5 separate regions of the Mus musculus genome follow, and all the other regions are linked to region 1. A link is a contact called in public HiChIP or PLAC-seq data. All regions are on one chromosome and are shown on one strand. The core of a region is the stretch at or near the end of the contact, and the rest is flanking DNA. Distances in the headings are between cores, read along the strand shown.

Evidence for each region. HiChIP or PLAC-seq counts read pairs in DNA pulled down with a chosen protein or histone mark.
Region 2: an H3K4me3 HiChIP or PLAC-seq map of bone marrow-derived macrophages shows a contact between it and region 1, with 4 times the contacts expected there. The contact joins the promoter of Cldn7 here to the promoter of Zfp3 in region 1. A contact is called at or near these places in 1 of 115 datasets of contacts at active chromatin or transcription factors (bone marrow-derived macrophages) and 1 of 9 other capture datasets (pancreatic islet).
Region 3: a FOXA1 HiChIP or PLAC-seq map of pancreatic cancer cells shows a contact between it and region 1. The contact joins the promoter of Slc16a11 here to the promoter of Zfp3 in region 1. A contact is called at or near these places in 8 of 39 promoter capture datasets (embryonic stem cells, hippocampal neurons, liver and 4 more), 1 of 484 Hi-C or Micro-C datasets (embryonic stem cells), 7 of 115 datasets of contacts at active chromatin or transcription factors (embryonic forebrain, embryonic hindbrain, embryonic limb bud and 4 more) and 1 of 9 other capture datasets (liver).
Region 4: a contact with region 1 is called in a FOXA1 HiChIP or PLAC-seq map of pancreatic cancer cells. The contact joins the promoter of Dvl2 here to the promoter of Zfp3 in region 1. A contact is called at or near these places in 3 of 39 promoter capture datasets (hippocampal neurons, liver and neutrophils), 3 of 115 datasets of contacts at active chromatin or transcription factors (bone marrow-derived macrophages, large pre-B cells and pancreatic cancer cells) and 1 of 9 other capture datasets (liver).
Region 5: a FOXA1 HiChIP or PLAC-seq map of pancreatic cancer cells shows a contact between it and region 1. The contact joins the enhancer-like site here to the promoter of Zfp3 in region 1. A contact is called at or near these places in 8 of 39 promoter capture datasets (embryonic stem cells, hippocampal neurons, liver and 3 more) and 1 of 115 datasets of contacts at active chromatin or transcription factors (pancreatic cancer cells).

The regions. Positions count from the first base shown.
Region 1 is chr11:70,763,154-70,765,853 of GRCm38.p6, forward strand. Zfp3 (zinc finger protein 3) reads left to right here and starts at 1,294. Exons shown (of 2, transcript NM_177565.3): 1 at 1,294-1,396.
Region 2 is chr11:69,964,055-69,966,754 of GRCm38.p6, forward strand. Cldn7 (claudin 7) reads left to right here and starts at 1,367. Exons shown (of 4, transcript NM_016887.6): 1 at 1,367-2,095. The coding sequence starts at 1,873.
Region 3 is chr11:70,212,583-70,215,282 of GRCm38.p6, forward strand. Slc16a11 (solute carrier family 16 (monocarboxylic acid transporters), member 11) reads left to right here and starts at 1,328. Exons shown (of 5, transcript NM_153081.3): 1 at 1,328-1,682; 2 at 1,920-2,130; 3 at 2,373-2,516. The coding sequence starts at 1,929.
Region 4 is chr11:69,999,064-70,001,891 of GRCm38.p6, forward strand. It overlaps Dvl2 (dishevelled segment polarity protein 2), which reads left to right and starts at 1,529. Exons shown (of 15, transcript NM_007888.4): 1 at 1,529-1,963. The coding sequence starts at 1,770. Phf23 (PHD finger protein 23) reads left to right here. Exons shown (of 5, transcript NM_030064.4): 4 at 1-69; 5 at 175-948. The coding sequence ends at 389.
Region 5 is chr11:70,188,459-70,191,361 of GRCm38.p6, forward strand. No RefSeq gene overlaps it. Among named protein-coding and RNA genes, the nearest start is that of Clec10a, 23 kb to the left of the region's middle. Within about 2 kb of position 1,448, at least 58 of the 459 cell types and tissues checked have an H3K27ac peak or open chromatin away from gene starts, as enhancers often do. A contact at or near this core is called in pancreatic cancer cells, where this site is marked.

The DNA of each region.
Region 1 (2,700 bases), core at 44-2,543:
CTCTCCCTTTGGGAATAGTCATGTGTATTCTGCACTGTTATATTTTGGAGCATCGGGATTACAGTTGCTCATGGGCTCTGGGGATTCGAACTCAGGTCCTTCCACTGCATGGCAAGTGCTTTAACTCCATGAGTCATCTCCCCAGCCCTTACCTCAGAACTAGTTACTCAAAACTAGTTACCCCCCCTGCCTTTTCTTCAAATGTCTTGTTTTTATTTCATTTATTTATTTTGTTTAACAGTACTAGGGGTTGAATTTAGGGCCTACCTAGCACATTCCAGGCAAGTGCTCGACCTCTAAGCCACACCCCCAGCCTCCTTTGCCTTTTCTCGGTTCAGATCTCCTTGTTTAGGTCTATTACAAAGACCATGGCTTCAGAAAAGACCTGATTCCTTACAAATGTTGCTTCAAACTGCACCACCTTCCCAGATAGCAACTGGAAGGAAGGACTGTTCAGTCTTATTTGTATCTAATGTTCACCTCTGGACCAGTCAGAAGGAAGGGGATAATGTGATTAGTCAAGCCAGGGCCACCACTGAGCATAATTAATTCAAGGCCAGTCCTAACTGCCTCAACCTCTCCCTCCCCCACACAGAGATCTACTTCACTGGGCTTGGTTGCTCACTTCAGCAGTTGGAAGGCTGAGGCAGGAGGATCACCACATTCATAGTCACATACGTGCTGTGCTAAAAGACCAAATTTATTCAAGAAGAGAGAAAGGCCAGCAAATAGTGCAGTTCCCATTGCCTGCGGAAAACGGAAATCACACTCAACCTTGAGTTTTTTGTCAAAGCATCACTCCCTGAAGCCTTCCTGACCTCAAAGCAGGCCTCCCCTCCCCCCTCGCTCCTAGAAGATGACAGGCGCACCCTAAATCTAGGAACCGGAGTTGACAGACTCTTGGAAAGCGGGAGGTGAGGCACAAACGCGGCTGCTCGACACGTCCCCGCGGGAAGCGTGGCGGAGTTTCGAGTTTTCCAGCCCACGGAAACGTCAGGGGCGCGCAGAGCGGCTGCTGCGGGGCGGAAGTGCATCCCCGGGGCCCGTCTAGGAAACCGGGAGGACCCTGCGCGTCAGTGGTCAAGGGACACAGTGGGTTTCGCGAGGTGCATGGGACATTCCAGCTAGCCGACCGGCCCTGTCCGACCGGGCGAAGATGGGGTGAATGTGGGCGAGAACGGCAGACGGGAAAGCTGAGACGGGCATGGGGGCGTGGGCTCGCTGGCCACCTGTTCCTCCCGCGAGTGCGGCTCGCGCGGATTGGCCGCAGTGCGCCCGGTACCGGAAGTGGCCGGCGTGGGTCGCCCGTGACACCAGACAACAGCTGCGGTTCTGTGCGCGCCGCGGTGCAGCGCCTCGGGCCCGGCGGAGGGAGCGTGGGCGGCATCCGCCAGCGGTGAGGCCTCTCTGGTTCCGTCGTGCCCGGGGGAGGAGGGCGCGGGGCTCCCGGCCTGGAGCTGGAGTTCTGACTGTAGGCCCGCCCCTGACTCGGGTTTGCTGTGTGACCTTGGACTTTATGGCATCGGGGGCTCCTACTCATTTGCACACGGAGAGGGTGGAGCCTGGGCACTGTCAGGGGCCCGATCCTAATTCTGCTTGCAGGCCTTGTCAGCCAGGGAAACTGGAGAAGCAGGCTCCGACACGGGCATGCCAAAGACCTATGCCTATTTTTCTTCTCTCTCTCTCTCTCTCTCATTTCATTCTCTAAGTATACTGCTAGAACGAATAGCAGGCAAAAATTGGGGGCCCCGTGGCATGTTGTGACCTGTGCTGGCAGGCAGGACATTGGCTTACTAAGGTTAAAGAAAGATGATAGAATTGGGACTAAAGAGAAGACACAGTAGTTCTTGCTGCTCTTCCAGAAGACCCTAGTTTGGTTCCCAGAACTCAAATCAGGCGCCTCGTATCATCTGTAACTCATGTGCACACACATCTATAACTCTGTAGCAACACACAACTACACATAGTTAAGAATAATAATAATAATCATAAATGAGACTGAATTGAGCACAGAATTGACAGAGTTCCCTTGATCCTGGATACCAAAGGAGGAAGATAAATAGTGTCTTGGGAGAAAGAACTTTTCTTGTTGTTGCCTTAGTTTGACTTTTTTTTTTTTTTTTGAGATAGGGTCTCCCTACATATCTCTGGCTAGTCTTGAACTCACTAGGTAGATCAGGTTGACTTAAGACTTTCAGAGATCCATCTGCTTCTGTCTTCCATGTGCTGATATTAAAGGTGTGGGTCATCGTGCTCGGCTAAGAACTTATTTTTATAAAACGTTGATACCAGTTATCTGTCAGACACTGCTCTGGTCTCTTTAGGGACAATGGTGAATGGAATCTTCAATTAACCTTTAAAACAACTGCAGACATTCACCCAGATAGCTCAGAAACCTCACTTAATGTTTTCCAGGTATCAGAAATGTGCTAAGCACTGAGGTTAACAAGATGAGTAGAATGTCATCCTTGGTCACATTGTAGAACAGTGGTGCTCAGCCTGTGAGGTGCAACCCCTCTGAGACTTGAATATCCCCTTTACAATATATACACTACCACTCGTAATGGCAAAATTATAATTATGAAGACGCAATGAAAATAATTTTATGGTCGGAGGTCACCACAACGTGTGTACTATGGGGTTGAAGTGGCACTAGGAAGGTTGAGAACCGCTGCCCTAGAGAAAAGCAAATGCATAATG
Region 2 (2,700 bases), core at 117-2,616, 800 kb before region 1:
GAAGGAGGTTGTAGGAGAGGTAGACTGGAAGAAAGAACTAGAAAGAGTTCAGGGGGGCAGTGATGGACACACTGGGCTACTGGGCTCCAAGGGTCTGGAGGGAGCAACCTTAGTCTGGAAGTGTGTGTGTGTGTGTGTGTGTGTGTGTGTGTGTGTGTGTGTGTGTTGGGGGGGGTGAATAAAAATGCAGAAGGCAGGAAAAGGGGAAAGATAAATGAGAACCTTAGAAGCCAAGCTGGGAGGAAGGATGGTCAAAGTTCTGGGAAAGCTGGAAGGAGTGGAGGCTGAGCTAGGCTTTCTATTTTTTTTTTTAAGATTTTATTATTATATTTAAATACACTGTAGCTGTCTTCAGACACACCAGAAGAGGGTGTCAAGATCTCATTATGGATGGTTGTGAGCCACCATGTGTTTACTGGGACTTGAACTCAGGACCTTTGGAAGAGCAGTCAGTGCTCTTAACCCCTGAGCCATCTCCCCAGCCTTAAGCTAGACTTTCTAAGGGATGAATTAAGATGCTAGAGTGGGTCGGAGGGCACCGAAAGGGCACACAAACAGGTCCCCGGAAGCTCAGAATGAAGGAAAGAGAAAGTGTGTGGATGGAGAAGGAAGTGAGGAAAATGAAGGTAAACCAGAAATGACAACCTGGGGAGGGGAATGTTGGGCGTGTCGTGTCAGACTCTCTGACCTAGGTCTTACCCTTCTCCCCACCCTCGGAAAACTCCTTCGGGTAGAAGGAGCCTCTATGTTGGAGGAGACACTGACAGGCTCAGGTGCTAAGTCCTGTACCTACCTGGTCCTGGGACCAGGCCTGTGGGAGGACTGTCGGAGAGCCGTGTCTTGTGGAGGGCTTGAGCGGTGAAGCGGTAGGTTGCTAGACTGTCTGAGAGTAGAAATTCCTAGAAGGGTGCATGCAGCACGGGTGATTTTACCGTAATGGGTTAGGGCCCCTGATGATGAGACAGGCCTTGGTAGGAGACTAAAGAAAAAAAGAGCTGAGAGTGGAGACGAAAGTCGGGCTGGACAAGTGGCACGCGCCGAAACCTGCAGGGGAAGGATGGCGAGGAGCCTTTCCAGGGGCGTCTGAGGGTACTGGCTCCGCAGCGACCCAGGCGCACCTGTATGGAAAGGAGAGGAAGGGGCCACTTGGAGTCTGCAGGGCAGACTCCGACCCCAGGGACTTCTGAGAAGCCGTCGCCTATTTCCCATCAACGGTTAGAGCCAGGCAAATGAAGGGGCGTGACCCTGGAGCTCAGGTTTCTTCCTCTTCACCTGGACGAGGAGGGGGTAGGGGCCAAGACTTCCGGTTCAGGTGAGTGTCCCTTCAGTGACGTCAGGTCACTCGACTGCCCCTCTGGTCCCGCCCAAGTTGCAGCGCTCCGGGTGCCTGCGGGGGCGCGTCCCCGACGTCCTGCATATATATACTCAGGTGCGCCGCACCTGCTCGCCCGCACCTGCCGCCGCACCGCCAGCTCCCTGTGCCGCGCACCGCAGCCTGGGGCCCAAGGGCCCGCATACTTTCTGGGGGCCACGCCCTAACGGCCCCTCCACTTCTTTGGGTAGTCTCGGAGCACGCCGGTAGGAACCGCCCGGCCTTCGGGGACCGCTTTTGTCTGGAACCAGTCCTTCGGGCGAAGCCGGTTCCCTCTGCTGTGAGAGTGTCGCTTCACCGGAGGGGACGATTTGTGTTTACCTCGGTTAACAAGATTTGTAGTTACCCGGTCCAAAAAAAAATCTTTTTCTCCTTTGGGTGACTTAAATCTCTATCCAAATTTTCTTGTGTTGCTGCTCCCCGGATTTTTGTTTTTTTGTTTTTTTGCTTTACTGTAGGGTCGCCCTCCCGGCGCGTCCCGTCTTTTCTGAGACAAGGAAATGGCCAACTCGGGCCTGCAACTGCTGGGCTTTTCAATGGCCATGCTTGGCTGGGTGGGCCTGATAGCGAGCACTGCCATCCCTCAGTGGCAGATGAGCTCCTATGCGGGCGACAACATCATCACAGCCCAGGCCATGTACAAGGGGCTCTGGATGGAGTGCGTCACGCAGAGCACCGGCATGATGAGCTGCAAAATGTACGACTCGGTGCTCGCCCTGCCGGGTAAGGCCGTGGGACCGACGGGGCGGACGTGCCCAGGGTCAAGGTGGCCGGGTTGGGTGTGGGGCAGGGCCCAGGCCGCACTGCCCGGCGCCCGGGGTTGCCAGGGAGGAGGAAGTGGACGCCTTGGGCTCAGTCGGTGGGACAGAGAGAGAGCGTGCCTGGGATCTGATCTGGGTGTCCCACGTGGGTCCACGCCCCTCTGCCCAGATTTTTTTTGGGGGGGTTTCCTGGGCGAAGCACCCCCCAACCCCTGGCAGTCAGTGGTCTCTCTCTTCCCCTGCTTCTTTCTCTGGACAAAAGGAGAAGAGGGACGGAGGTTCTCAGGGCCGCGGAATCGTGCCCTCGTTAGACGTGGGACCGTACTTGTGGCCTCTAATCTTATCGGCCGATTAGCTGAAGCCACAAACTCGGTGGCCTCGATAGCGGGGCCAAAGCTAGGACACGCGCCGGCTGGTGTGGCTGGAGCGAGGGCCTTAGCCGCCACCTGCACTTCTCTTTCGCCCCCTTTCTCCCTTCCCCCCTACCTGGAACGGTTTCATCGAAACCTTGGCGCCCCGGGCGGGTTCTGGAGCGCAGGGCGGGGCGGGGAGCGGAAAGGACTTGGT
Region 3 (2,700 bases), core at 78-2,577, 550 kb before region 1:
GTCTCCTCTCTGGCTGTATTTCTATTTCATCACGGAGAGAGCCATTCCTTTGGGCTGGCCGGGTTCCACTTACAGAGAGCAGACTTCTTACTGGCCTTCTCAAGAAACCAGCCAGCTGTTCCCTGCCTCCTTGGTGGCTGAGTACCTGCAGGCGCCACCACTCCGGTGGCTTTCACAGACAGCTCCTGGCTGGTGAATGCAGTGAGGCCACTTTCCTAAGGTGTCTGTGGCAGGGCCTCACACCTTCATGGTCTTCTGTTCTAGGACATTTCAGCAGAAAAACCATTTATGTGAAAACCCAGAACTGAGAAAAGGGTAGACTTACTGAGGAGGGAGGACGCTGATTCCCTGGGGTGGGAGTGTGGGATGGGAAGGTAGCCTGGCTCTCCTTTAATGGTTGTGAGGCCTTCCCCAAACACAGTGATGTGCTTCTGAAAGTCTGTCTACTCTCTTTAGTCTTCCAGTTTCACGACTTCTCAGCTACGTTTCTTCCCTTTCTAGGCTGATACTTTCTCATCAATTAGGAAACACCGCCATCCCGTGGCTACGGGTTGATATAAGCTCCAACCTGCAAATCGCTGAAATTTCAATGGCATTGTTTAATGATTAAACCAAATGAATCAAATGGCGGAAGTAAAGCAATAGTGACTGCTAAAGAAGGTTGCTCGTTAAAATCTTCAAGAAAAACACCTGGGTTTATTTCTCTGAATTCTTCCTTAAAAAAAAAAAAATCTTGCCCAAGCCTTTCAGCTATTCCCAGCCACCCTCACACTGTGGCTCTGCATGAATTCTGTCCTTTCCACTACAGTTCACATCAATCTGTCTCTCCAAGCTCTTTCCCTCAACTGTCCCCAATCTCTGTGTCACTCCTAGGTCTGTTCTCCCTGTATCCTCCCACGATAGTATAAACCTAAGTTCAATTTTTTTTTTTTTTTTAGCTGAACGCTTTGGGGTGGGTTAGGGGTCAGCTATTACATTTGTAAAATGGGGATAGTGCCATCTTCATAGGGATATTGTAAGGATGAAATGGCCAAGTATGTAAAGACTGCCTGGAACATCACAGGTCTTGGTACCGAGAACTCGCCTTCCTTTCTAGTGAGGGCATGCTGGTGTTGTCCATTGGAGGCCAGTGATTTGAGTGATTTGATGTTGGAGCTTTACAGGATCCTCAACAACAAATCCGAGAATCCAAGAACTCATTTAGGTTTTGGAGACCACTGCTATTTTCATGCGTGGGCAGTTGGCCGGGCGAAGAGTGCAACCGGGCTCTTCTTGCGTGCGCAGCAGGTGCGTGGGTGTGAGCCCCGCGGCGTGAGAGGCGCGGGGAGAGGCGGGGCGCGGCCACCAGGTACGCTCACTCCTCGCGGTTCCCCAACCAGGGCTGGGGCTCGTGTGTGGATAATTCAATCCTCGTGGGACTCGGCGTCAGGCCTTAGCCAGGCCTGGGTGGATTGGCTGTCTCTCTTTCCCCCGCCCTCGGTATTCACCCCCACCCCCACCCCGTGTCCCAGGTGGCTTGGGCCCCTGTGGTGATCTCTGTTTACTGGAGAGAGCGGTCCAAGTTGGGCTCCATCTCTGTGCTGGCTAGCTGCTCCGCAGAACCCTTTCTGCGGAAAGCGCGGAGAAAATCCGGCCGAACCCACCTTCGCCCTTTCCCTACCCCCAACGCCGGGAGAGGTCGGGTAAGAGAAAGAGGGTTTGGGAAGGATGAGCCCCTGGCCTGGGGGATCCTGCTGCCCCTCCATCCCAGGACCTCACGCGCACCTAGGACTTCTATCCCTAGGCCTGGTTCCCGCGCCCATGCTCCGGGCGACGTGCCCTCCCTGGGCGAGCAGCCCGAGGCTGGATCTCAGGGACGTCAGCTCCCTAGCGGAGGCCCAGGCGTGGAGACTTCATTCACAGGTGTTTCCCCACCCCAGCAGACGGCGATGACCCCCAAGCCGGCCGGACCCCCGGACGGGGGCTGGGGCTGGGTGGTGGCGGCCGCAGCATTCGCCGTGAACGGGCTCTCCTACGGGCTCTTACGCTCCCTGGGCCTTGCCCTCCCCGACCTCGCGGAGCACTTTGAACGAAGCGCCCAGGACACTGCGTGGGTCAGCGCCCTGGCCTTGGCCGTGCAGCAGGCAGCCAGTGAGGGGGGCCCCCCGAGGTGGGAGGCGGGCACCGGGTGGAGAGGCCGTGGATGTAGTGATGGGAGACAGCAGACTTGATTACCAGACAACCTGAGAGTTACTGGTGGAACCAAATTCTAGAAGAGTGGGTCTTGAGGTCAATGGGAGGAGTTACCAGGCCAGGCAAAACAGCCAATGAGAAATGTTTCGGATAGTTTGGGGGTCCCGGGGCATGTCTTCGTTGACTCCGCCCCCTTCTAGGCCCAGTGGGCAGCGCCCTGAGCACTCGCTGGGGGGCACGCCCCGTGGTGATGGTTGGGGGAGTCCTAACCTCGCTTGGCTTGGTCTTCTCGGCTTTCGCCCGAAGCCTCCTGCACCTCTACCTCGGCCTGGGCCTCCTCGCTGGTAAGAAGAGTGGGGTGGCTGTATGTTTAAGGGGTGATAATGGGGACAGGAACTTCTTATAGGATAGGGGACTGTACAAGGCGGTGTGTGTGTGTGTGTCCGCGTGAGCGTGCAGAGGAGAAGAGGGGCTAAAGAATGTTTGCAAAGCCATGCCTGTACCCTCATCCTGTCCTATCCATTTGCA
Region 4 (2,828 bases), core at 279-2,778, 760 kb before region 1:
AAGATGGAGATGCTAGCTCCAGTGAAGGCGAGATGCGGGTCATGGATGAGGACATCATGGTAGAATCAGGTGAGAAGTTGGGCTGCCCGGGGTGGGGAGCAGAGGTGATAGCTTTGGGGGCTCTTAGGAGTTGACGCCTTGAAGCAGAACACTAAAGAGATTTGTCTTTTCCAGGTGACGACTCCTGGGATCTGATCACGTGTTACTGCAGAAAGCCCTTTGCGGGGCGGCCCATGATTGAGTGCAGCCTCTGTGGGACGTGGATCCACCTCTCCTGTGCTAAGATTAAGAAGACCAACGTTCCCGACTTCTTTTATTGCCAGAAATGCAAGGAACTTCGGCCAGAGGCCCGGCGGTTAGGGGGTCTCCCCAAATCTGGAGAACCCTGACATCACTAAGGCTGGAACTTGTGACATTACTTGGGAACTGAGCCTCAGGGTCCCCAGCCTTCCCTTGGAGTGAGGAGGCTGTCCCCACTTGAGGGCCACAATTCCCAAGGGAGACGTATTTGGAAATGAGTGTCTTCTACTCTGTCCTTCCTGCTCCATGGACTTGAAGTTGACCCCATTACAGTTGGGTCGGGGAGGCTGGATCTGTAGACAGAATCTCTGTCCAGTCAACCCTGTACCCTTTTCACTTGCAGGTCCAGGGCTCAAACTGGGATGTAATGGGATAGTTGTCTATAAAACTGTAGTGTAAATACAGCACTCCCCTCATGTTTCTTCTCTCTCCCGTTTACTTTCTTTTACACCGGATGTATTTTTAATTTGGGGCTCCCCCATTTGAGCGAGGTTGCTCAGAGGTGGAGTACCAAAGCCTGTGGAGTGAGGAAGGAAAGAAAAAGGTGTCAATTAGCACTCGCCTCGTTTTTAATACTGTTGGCCGGCTGCTCAGACAGACGGCCTGCGTGTTGTAAATAAAGCAGAGTGGGCTCTTGTGTTTTACAGCCCTCCTTGTCCTATTTGGGGAGGGGATCTTTGGGAAACCTGGTGGAAGTCTTGGGTGGAGTTGGGGCTGAAGGCCACTTGTAAGTCCAGGGCTGTAATTCCACAATTTGGGAGGTGGAGATGGGAAGTTTAGGGGCCAAATCTGGCTTGGGCACTGTCTAATGCCCCTCAGACATCTCTGAAGACTATTTCGGCTTTCTCATCCCAAGTACAGTCTAGTAGGAGTACTGCCCTAAGGGTCCCAGGTTACAATTCTCACTCATCAGCCCATATCCCCGCCCCTCTTATAGTTGCTATTGAGGTGCCTTGAACCTCAGATGGGTAAGGCAAAGTGGGGGCCAGTTGCCAGCATTCCAAGAGTAGAAGCTTGCTAAGGTACTTGGGAGGGGGGGGGGCGGGTTGTACACGTTTGGGGGCGGAGTCGTCTAGGGCTGAAGACCGTTGCTCAAGGCAGTGGTCACGTGAGTGTCTAGGTGGAGCTTGTAGTAACGTGACTCAAGGAAGTCACGTGAAGCACAGTCGGCTGCGCAAAGTGGGCGGGCTTGGGTCACGTGGCATGGGGAGAGGTGGGCGGGGACCTCGGTGCTGCTCGCGACGTCCGTGGAGCTAGTGGCCCTCGACTGTGCGGTCTAGGTTTTGAGTCTCGCCACACAGCTCTTCCCGATCAGCCCGCTGGTCCCCGCCATCCTCCTTGGGCACGTCTTCCGCACTGGCCCTGCGCTGTTGGCGCTAGCGCGTCAGTTTGCGGGTGTGCGCAGGCGCGGCGGGGGCGCTTAGTCCTGTTGGGTGGGCGGCTGAGCCCGGGAGCGCGCGAGCGAGACCATGGCGGGCAGCAGCGCGGGGGGCGGTGGTGTAGGCGAGACGAAGGTGATTTACCATCTGGATGAAGAAGAGACTCCTTACCTGGTGAAGATCCCTGTCCCGGCGGAGCGCATCACGCTCGGCGATTTCAAGAGCGTTTTGCAGCGGCCCGCGGGCGCCAAGTACTTTTTCAAGTCCATGGATCAGGATTTTGGGTAAGCGCGAGGCCTAGACTGGGAAGGACGGTGGGTATGCTAGAGTGGATTGGGCGATATTGAGGGAGACCGGTCTACCTTGGACTGTTTCTGGCCTGTAGTGGAGCATAGCATATTGTACTGTGCTAAGGTAGAAAGCCCATCCCAAGACGGACAAGGTTATATTTGGACACATAGAAGAAAGGGCTGGATGGCGAGAAAATTAGGTTGGAGGAATGGGGAACACTGGTTTGTTTGGCCATTCTCTCTCCATGATTTTAGCCAAAAGGCAAAGAAGTGATGCTTGAGGTTATGCTAGGCTGTGCGGAGATTAGAGCCATCTATCTTTTGGTGAGCTGGGATGCTCGCTCTCAGACGTCTGCACGCGAGTTAGATAGAGATAGTCTGTAATTTTGTTTGCCTGTTTTGATTTGTTCTTTTGTTTGGAGGTAGGGCTTTATTCCTTGTATCCTAGGCTGGCTTCGAACCCATGGAGTTCCTGCCTTAGCCCCCAGAGCTGAAATAAACAGGTGTGAGCCAATATGCTGGGCATGCAGTGTTTTTATGTAGACCGGGCTATAGTGAGACAATTAGGCTATTCTGGCTTATTAATCAGGTTCCATAGTATTATTTTGGGATGGTAGAGTCTGTAATATTGCAGCGAGATCTATTGGGATATATTAGGCTGTTTTGAAGTAGACTTTCCTGGCAAAGCATGTACCATTCTGAACTTTTCTGAGTTCTTATTTCCTCTTAGGGCCAGAACCTCCTCTCCCCGCTACCCCGATACCCCCTGGGGGCTGAAGAGAGTTGGAGGATTTTTTTGCTTTTTTTTTTTTTTTAAAGATATTTTATGTGTTGGGCAGTGGTGGTGCACATCTTTAAT
Region 5 (2,903 bases), core at 198-2,697, 570 kb before region 1:
TTTTTTTTTTTTGGTTTTTAACTCACTTTGTAGACCAGGCTGGCCTTGAACTCAGAAATCTGCCTGCCTCTGCCTCCTGAGTGCTGGGATTAAAGGTGTGAGCCACCACGCCCAGCTCTCAGGCACACTCTTAAGACAAGGGCAATAAAAAAAAAAAAAGTAATCACATTCTTCACCAAAATACCACAAAACAGCCTTTAGGTCATGCATTGAAATTCTCCACTGAAACCTCTTGGGCCAGGTTCTTAGAATTTAAATCACTCTCAGTGACAAAGTCTTCCTTATGCCTACTAGGATAACCCATTAAGTCCCATTTAAAGTAATCCACTGCTTTCCAAATCCAAAGTCCCAAAATCCACATTCCTCCAAACAAAGGCAATGGTCAGGCCTATCACAGCAATACCCTGTTGGTCCCTGGTACCAACTTCTGTCTTAGTTAGGGTTTTGCTGCTATAAACAGATAACTGTGACCAATGAAAATCTTATAAAGGACAACATTTAATTGGGGCTGCCTCACAGGTTCAGAGGTTCAGTTCATTATCATCAAGGCGGGAGCATGGCAGTGCCCACGCAGGTATGGTGCAGGCAGAGCTGAGAGTTCTACATCTTCATCTGAAGGCTCCTAGGAGAAGACTGGCTTCCAGGCAGCTAGGATGAGGGTCTTAAAGCACCCACAGTGATATACCTACTCCAACAGGGTCACACCTTCTAAAAGCACCACTCCCTGGGCCGAGAATATTCAAACCATTACAACCAGTTTCATGGCAGGCACTGGGCATTGGGCCTTGTGCCTCCTGCTTCTCCCCAATGATGAGAATCCATTCACATCTTATAGTCAGGGCTCACATAGGTTCTGAGGAAAGGAATGACACGGGTTAACAGAATCTGAAGGAAATGTATGAATCATTTCAGTAGAAAGGAAGACAAGTCACTCGCTCTGGTGCCACCGGAATTCTTAGGCTTTGAAATGTCGGAATGAGTCATAACTGGTCATGTTTTATAAGTTAAAAAGCACTTCAATTGTGTATTATTCACAGGGTGCATGATTACTTCACGGGGGTGGACAGAAACAATTTATCGCCATTTGACAGACCGGTTGCTGAATAAGAGAGGAAGGCCATTAAACAAAACACAGCAAGTGGTGAGCAACGCCCCGCCCCGCGCGCATGCGCGCAAGATCAGTTTTCTACAGGGTGATTTGCACTGACCGTGGCAAGCTAGCCATTCGTTATGCTTTGGATACTGCTCAAATGTGGTCCCTCAGGGCTCAGGCGTTGGGGGCTTGGGCCCTGAGGTGGGATGACATTTAAGGGGCAATGTCAAGCAGGCGGTAGGTAGGCCATTGAAAGCTCTGGATTCACAAAGAACTAATGCTGTTATGAGACAGTGAGTTGGTTCCTACGGGAGTGGGCGTTAGAAAAGAGCAAGCCTGACCTTTGCATCTCTCTGGTTTCCTGTATCGTCACCACGTGATTGCTCTCGCACGCGATCACACCACCCTGCGCTCATCTGTCACGGATCCTTCTGGAAAACGCAGCCAGTAGCAGCCCTTTGCCCTTCAGCCTCTAAAGCCATGAGCTAAGTAGGACTCTTGAATTTATAAAATTCCCTGGCTCATATACCTTTTAAAGCAAAAGAAAATGGATGGATTCACTCTCTCTTTAGAACACTAAGGGATAGCTACAACCATTAACATCAGCCGAGTCTAAAGAGTACACACATACCCTAAACATACCTAAGCATGGAGAACTGAAACTAAGAATGGAGAGAGAATGTTTCAGAAAGTCACATAGGACACATATAAACTAAGTAGCTTTTAACCTTGGTTAAAAAAAAATTGTAATCATATCTGTTGCAAAAAATCAAAACCCCCTAAAACCCATTGTTTCTTTGTATCAGCAAAGCTCAGCAAAGAGGCTGAGCTCTCCTCCTCTTTTTCTTCCTTCCTTCTTTCCTTCCTTCCTTCCTTCCTTCCTTCCTTCCTTCCTTCCTTCCTTCCTTCCTTCCTTTTTCTTTTCAAGACAGGGTTTCTTTGTGCAGCCCTGGCTATCCTGGAACTCACTCTGTAGACCAGGCTGTCCTTGAACTCAGAAATCTGCCTGCCTCTGCCTACCAAGTGCTGGGATTAAAGGCGTGCGCCACCATGCCCCGAGCTCTCCTCCTCTTGAGGCTCTGCTGACTGCAATGAGACCACAAGAACAGAAGTGATCTCTTTGCCCTTTGGCTACCTCTGTTCATCTCAAAAACATTTCCTGTTCCGCCTCACTGCTATGGAGTCCACACTGAGGTCTTAATCCAATTCTCAGTATAGGTTGGAATCCTTCCCTTTTGTTTTCGCTGTCCTCTGCCACCACACACACAGCAGGATTTTCCTTTTCTTAATTATTTAATTTTGTGCACCTGAACATTTTGCCTGTAGGTGTGTGTACTGTGTGCATGCCGGTGACTGCGGAGATCAGAAATCCCTGGAACTGAGGTTGCAATGAGCCTTCATGTAGATTCTGGGAATTAGATCTGGGTCTTCTGCAAGAGCAGCAAGGGCTCTAAACCACGGAGCCATCTCTCTTCTTTAAAGGTCATGTCATGTCCATCACTCTTACCAAAGTCAGAGGGAAAGCCAGGCATGGTGGTGGTGCACTTCTTTAATCCCAGCTCTCAGGAGGCAGAGGCAAGAGGATCTCTGAATTAGAGGCCAGCTTGGTCTATATTATGAGCTCCAGGACAGCCAGGACTACATAAAGAGACCCCATCTCAGGAAAAAAAAAAGGGGGGGGGTGGCAAAGAAAAATTACGTTTCATACAGTCTGAGTTTTCCTATTTGATGCTCACACTAGCTTCCGTGCCTGGAGTTGGAAGCCGGTTCTCCCGACTTTGTAACAGCCAGACCATGCCTTTTATGAATG